Linked DNA regions of Rattus norvegicus: region 1 is linked to region 2. The links are chromatin contacts, called in public Hi-C maps. All regions are on one chromosome and are shown on one strand. The core of a region is the stretch at or near the end of the contact, and the rest is flanking DNA. Distances in the headings are between cores, read along the strand shown.

Evidence for each region. A called contact is a pair of places that touch in the nucleus more often than the background predicts.
Region 1: a Hi-C map of frontal cortex shows a contact between it and region 2, with 1.6 times the contacts expected there. The contact joins two enhancer-like sites. A contact is called at or near these places in 2 of 12 Hi-C or Micro-C datasets (the Rat2 cell line and frontal cortex).

Annotation. Positions count from the first base shown.
Region 1 is chr2:37,341,387-37,344,658 of GRCr8, reverse strand. All of the region lies in intron 20 of Adamts6 (ADAM metallopeptidase with thrombospondin type 1 motif, 6), which reads right to left. Among named protein-coding and RNA genes, the nearest start is that of Adamts6, 190 kb to the right of the region's middle. Within about 2 kb of position 1,633, at least 15 of the 93 cell types and tissues checked have an H3K27ac peak or open chromatin away from gene starts, as enhancers often do.
Region 2 is chr2:37,145,738-37,149,236 of GRCr8, reverse strand. It overlaps a transcript of Cenpk not described here. Among named protein-coding and RNA genes, the nearest start is that of Adamts6, 7.8 kb to the left of the region's middle. Within about 2 kb of position 1,501, at least 84 of the 93 cell types and tissues checked have an H3K27ac peak or open chromatin away from gene starts, as enhancers often do.

The sequences.
Region 1 (3,272 bases), core at 384-2,883, 200 kb before region 2:
TCCATAATTAATGTAGGAAGAAACTCAAATGTCTTAAGCTTGTCCTACACTTCTCCACTCCTTTTCTGTTGCCTAACGTCATCAATGAACCCTCGCATGCACATAATTTCAAGGGGTTTTGGTATTGCTTCTGCACTGTCACTCTCTGCTGAGAACCATGACCCAGTTCTAGCCAATAAGACTTCTTCGGAATTGTTACATCTCAGCTGAAGTGAAAGTTCTTTCCCTTCCTATCACAGAGGTGCACGAGGACACATCTAGAGCTGCTTATGGCCCTGTTACCCCTCCAACAGAGGAGCTGAGAAGGCCTGCTGATGTCTTTGCCCATGAGTCTAGTACACCTACCCTTACTCTTTCCTGAGCTTTGTGATATAAGCCTTATGCATTGAACGAAGTTAACTCAAGTTGAAGCTTATTATTTACCACCAGAATCTTTTTTTTCTTATTAACTTGAGTATTTCTTATATACATTTCAAGTGTTATTCCCTTTCCCGGTTTCCGGGCAAACATCCCCCTCCCCCCTCCTGTTCCTTATGGGTGTTCCCCTCCCAACCCTCCCCCCATTGCCGCCCTCCCCCCACAGTCTAGTTCACTGGGGGTTCAGTCTTAGCAGGACCCAGGGCTTCCCCTTCCACTGGTGCTCTTACTAGGATATGCATTGCTACCTATGAGGTCAGAGTCCAGGGTCAGTCCATGTATAGTCTTTATTACCACCAGAATCTTGACCAACATATATATTATTATATTCCCAATAAGTATTTCAAGGTAGATTGCTTTATTCTATAGAACAAACAAATAAACAAAACAAAAGAAAAACAAAAGGTGACTAAAAACTAAGATCGTGTGTTAGAAAAATAGTTCTCCGAAGTCATACAAGGAGCAACAAAGGGACAAAGACTTGAATCCCTGTCAACTGGTACTTCTACCGAATCTTATTTGTAACGTGGTAGAAAACAGAGTATATGTCACAGGATACTGACTTCCATCTACGATTACAAGCCATGCAGTTGTTATGCGTATGTTCTTGGGTATGAAACTACCCAGAGAGAGGAGTGGGAAAAGCTTACGAACCAATCCTCACTATTTTTTTGATCAAAAGTCCACCATGCAGGAAAGGCAATATGCAGAGACATCAGAGTGTCAGCATCCTAATGGAAGACTATATTTAGCCCACCAAGTCAAAATGGCTTTTGTTCAAGATTATTTGTCTTACTACTATTTTATAAGGAAAATGGCATTTATAAATATCATAATCAACTTTGAACTTAAAATATATTTCCCAATTTGAAGAATTTTTTCTTAAAATTTATTTTTAAAATTATAATTTAATGTTGAGTTAAAAAATTGATAGTGCCATATTTTTCTGATAAGTCATTTTCCAAAGGAGATTTAAAGTGTTTCCTGTGTTCTTTTCTTTCTTTTTCCCACAAATGAACATGATCCCAACTTGTTAATGCCATATTTGGTAAGGAGAAAAGTGTGTACTGATTAATCACTTGCATGCCAGCCACATTCAATCTGCAACAGTGATTTCGTCACCAAGATCAGGGAATAAAGCAGAAATGTGAATGACTCAGCCACAGAAAGCTCAGTCATACTGCTCCCAGCCATGATCTCATCAGGCCTCAGAATGTAACAGGGATGGAGACCTTCAAACGTACACCCCGGTGCTCATGGCAGCATGACTCGGGCAGCACTGCTGTTCTTTAGAGCACAGGCCTGGGACACTCCTATAGTTTTAGTATTTATTTATTTTTATTATTCTCTGTCACTCTTTTATGGTCAAGTATTTCCTCAGGCACTTAGTCTACTCATCAACTTAGAAAACATGGAAGTAAATTATTAACTAGTCACACTGCCAACTTCTTTCCTGACTGTAATCACAAGCTTCACATTTCACAGCTCCTGTTTTAGCCGTAGCATGCATCACATTCTCCCTACCTATGTCTCTGAAAGCTTATTCATGGCCTAGTGATGGAAGTAAATGTTGCAACCTCAATATTGTGTGTGTCTCAGTCTCCCTGTCCTCTGTCTAACTTAGAATTACTGCTTCCTTCTTTTCCTTCCTTACATGTCTGACGCACTGATGGCCTTCCTTTTGTTTTCTGTATTCTCGCCTTTAGATTCTGTAATAAAATATTCTGGGAATATCAGCTGTTGGGTCGTTACCCTGAGACATCTTAGAGTTGGCTCTTTCTGAGCTCTTTTCAAGGTCTAGTCATTTTTTGTTTGTTTGCTCTGAGACAGGATCTAACTATGTAGACCAGGTTGGCCTTGAGCTTAGTGAGATCTGCCCGCCTTTGCCTCTCAAGGGTTGGAATTAAAGTGTGCGCTACCATGTCTGGCCTCTTCTCAACATCTAGTGATCAAAATGTCTACTATCCATTAGGGCTAAAATCAGTAGTATTCATGTATGGAGGTTTGTTTACTCTTGTTGGTTCATTTGTTTTTGTCAGACAAGATCTCATTCTGTAGCTCAGATTGATTTGGAACTCACTATGAATCCTATGGTGGCCTTGAACTGCCAACAATCCTGCTTCAGCCTTCCAAGCATTGAGACTACAGGCATATACTACAACAGGATTAATGTTTGAACATCTGAAAACAGAGTGACTTGTGTCCTGTATAATCAGATCTCATTCTATTATAATGCTTATAATTAAGAAAATAATACATGGAGGATGGGAAAAGAGATGAACTACATAAAATTTTGATCTAAAGTTGATAAAACCAGACATTTTTGAAGAATTCCTCATAAAACCAGATTTTTTTGTATTATAATTTAAAGGAAAATGGTATAGCAAAAAAGTGAACTTATTAGTTATATTAAAAAAACAGTTTTGAACTATGTATTCAATATCCAGCATTTGTGGGGATGGGAAAGACAAAGGATTTCCACCCTTTATTTCACTATCAAGTCTAACCACTTTTTATTCCCTATATAAATGCATCACAAAATTAAGAAAATCTTCAGAATTTGGCAGTGTCTTCCTTAATCAATTTGGCATTATCATCTTTCATCAACAAGAGACAAGTATTTATATAACCTATTATTTACTTACAATATGCTGTAATTTTCTTAGGTTTAAAAAGCTTATTTAATAATTGGAAAGTAAAACTAAGATTGCATAGAACCATATACTATAAGCAGTCTATAGGCAAAGAATTTTCTTAATTTTTGAATAGCAATATAATAAGCATCTTTTAAATTGTGCCAATTAGAAATGCTTTGATGAGGGAAACAAAGCTAGACACATAAGTGCCACTAGACA
Region 2 (3,499 bases), core at 252-2,751:
CTCTTTGCCCCTAATACAAGTGGACAACTTATCAAAAACAGAAATTATAGCACATATTTTAAGAAAGATTTTCCAATACTTCTTCACTCTTGTTCTCTCTCCCAAATCACTGAATTTCAGTCTTATATACTATATATACAGACATACTCTGATAAACAAGGCTCCAGAGGGTTATGAGTCTAGCATGGCCCAAGTGGGCAAAAGTAAATCAAAACCACACGCTTTCATCTCTTTGATTAGCCTATTAAGAGCTTAACATATCCTAGAGCATCGGTGCTACAGCCAGCACAATACTGCTACCCTGAGAGCACAGGCATGAAATATGCACTTGTCTGAATACTAAAGACGCTGACATGAAACGGATTTTCAGAAGGCAATTGCATAAATCTGGAAATCGATTAAAAAACACACATCATCATTACCTTCTCCACCACTATCTGGTGACTAGTTAAAAGTCCACGATGATCATAATCAAGTCCACTTCACACAACATGTAAATTCATACAATAAGCGCGTATTTTCACATTATAAAATACCTGTAAGCCCCGGAATTCTACGTCCACGAGTAGTCTAGAGTTTAAAAGATTTCTATCTGTAATGTGAGTTTAGTCAAACTCACTTCTTGCCATAAAGCACGCACGCGCGCGTGCGCGCGCGCGCACAGCCACAGACACACACACACACACACACACACACACACACACAGAGGGGGAGGGAGGGGAAGAGAGAGGGAAGGGAGAGAGATCTAAGCGTTATTCAGAAGATAAGCAAAGCACAAGTTGTTGGGGTTTTTTTTTAAGGTTTCATTGAATATTGTGAAGTCTTCCTTACCGTTTTCATCTTCAAATTCTGATAAAAAGTAAGTTTCAAACAATAGAGATTTCACTGGACGGCTCACGTACTCCCTTTTCTCTTTTCTTTTTGCCCCCCGCCCCCTTGCAAAGCCACACCAGCCAGTTATTCTGCAGCCAGAATAAAACCCTATAGTCTCGCTAACTGGAGCTTTAGAGAAAGGACTTTCTGATTTGGCAGTTAAAAAAAAAAAAAAAGAAAGAAAGAAAAAAAGAAAGAAGGAAAAAGAAAAGAAAAAAATCCTTTCAATTCATCCAAGGCTATCAACCTGAGACGTGCTTTGCAACCCCCAACTCCCTCCCTCCCCCGCCCACCCACCCCCCCAAAAAAAGGAAAGGAAAAAAAAGAAAAAAGAGGGGAAAGGCTTATTGGGGGTGGAAGTGGTGCCCTCTCTTCCTGGACAGCTTAGTGCCTTTGCTATGCAAATAACATGTGCAGAGCATCAAAAGGTATCAGGAGAGAGAAGACAAGAGGAGCAGGAAGGGCAGGAAAAGTTTTGTTGAAGTAGCCCTCGAGCTCACTGCCGGCCCCAAGCCAACTTCAATTGCAGCAGAAGAAAATTTTGGCAGCTTTCCTCAGAGGCAGAACAAACTGACGTCAGTCTGCAGATGTGCCTGGGCTGCGTCGGGTGCGCATGTGTCCTGGGTCGTCACGTGGAGGGGGAGGGGAGGTAGAGGTACAATCGGGGTATCCAACTACCAGCCATTCAGAAGGGCTTAGACAATGTCAACTTTTCCACCCTGTGAATGAGAGAAACTCTGGCCCTCTAACCTCTCTCCCCTAACCCACCCCGCCTATTTCCTCCTCCTCTAACCTCTTGCGGAGTCTTGTCTGGTTTGTTATTACAGTTTCTTGGAAAAAGGAAAGGCACGGCGGGTGTTGGGGGGGGGGGTGCAGACGGGGATAGACTAATGTCACTGTTAGAATTTTTGGTATCATTCTCTGACTTTTGTTTGTTTTATTTTAATCTCTACAATAAATATTTAAAAGTTATTCATAAAATTTGTCATGTAAGGAGTCAGATCAGTAGAGCGAAATTTCAAGACTTAAAACGTGTACAAAACGACTGTGTGTTGAATGCATACTTCAACAAGTGAAAATACCACCACAAGAGTAAAAACTAAACGAAACTGAGACCTGCACATTTTCCATGTGATTATCGACTTCAGGTTATGTGAAACTATAAAAGGAAAAGGGGGTGGGGAGTGGTGCATTATTTCCAGATGAGAGCTAGATGGTGTTTTAAACTGCAACAGGGAAAGCCACAAAGTGAGGGCTTTTTTTTTTTCCTTGCTTGTTTGTTTGTAGTACACTGAATGAGAAACTTCAATGAGTGCTCAAAAGAAAATAAAGCCTAAATCAGCCCCCAAAAAAGGTTGGGGTGGGGGGACCGCGACGACACGGGAGTCCTGCTGAGATCTCAAGATAAACAAACAAAATGTCAGAACCGGTTCTTCTAGCTTTCCAATCCCACCTCCCCCTCCACATCAGCTGCCAGTTCAACCCTTAAAGATAAAATACGACCACGACCGGGCACTTTCACTTTCATTTACCAGGAGAAATCCCCTGGCATTTAACTGTAGAAAAAAAAATATTCCCACCGCTTTCCAAGTCCTAAGCAAGCAAACAATGTCTGGCGCAAGGATCGGAAACAGGAAGAAAATCGAAAATAGCTCAGGACAAATATTGCCTTTCAGCTGTGTAATCTGCTGCATCATTTATCCGTCTGTACCGTGGAGTGTAGGGTTGGGAGTTGGTTAAGGGTTGCCAAGGTTGGGGGAGGGGAAAATTGAGCCTTGAAATTCCAGTCTTTAATTAACACCCAGCCAATTTCCTATGGTCAGAACCAGAAAATGAAATTGGACCTGAGGGATGTAAATAAGGAGAAAGGCACGTTCTAAATACCAGTTCTTAAATTTCTAGCTTCTGTTAACGTTGTTGTTCTTTGATTTTTTTTTCCTTCCTATGCCAGAAGTGGTAGGTGTGATTGTTCTGGAAAACCTTGAATGGCTTAAGCAGGCATAGGTGAGAACCTAGAAGAATACATTTACTTCAATGATTTTTCAAGGGTTGGAAGGCCGTACATTTGCCCAGGGGCTAGCTCTCATTTTGACCTTAATCTTCGCTATCTGGCTCAGTGCATAGTAAAAGTGGAAATGTGTCCTGTGGATGGTACTGACAGTTCTAAATAAAGATGATTCATTGAGTTTCTCTCTCTCTCTCTCTCTCTCTCTCTCTCTCTCTCTCTCTCTCTCTCTCTCTCTCTCACTCTCCTCTCTCCTCTCTCTGCAAAATAGAGATTGCTAGACCTCATAGTAATACTAGTAAACACCAAAAAAATAAAGGTGGCACAGAGCTAGCTGTCTTTGCATAAAATCATCCTTTAAATATATGAGATTCAACTTTCCTTAATGTTACAAACACTGGTTTAAGACAAATATCGCCAGCACAGAAAAGTAAAATCAAGGCATCACTACCAATCACCTAGATAATATTGAGAAAAGCTTTTCCTCTCCGTTAAGTTCATTGGCCCTAGGAAGTAGCTGCATTGTAAAGTAGGTTTTTCAGTGAGAAGTAGACTTTGGCTAATTACTTATTCAAAGAGTGCCATCCTGCGTCTAAACAGAGTAATGAAAATTTTCTAATT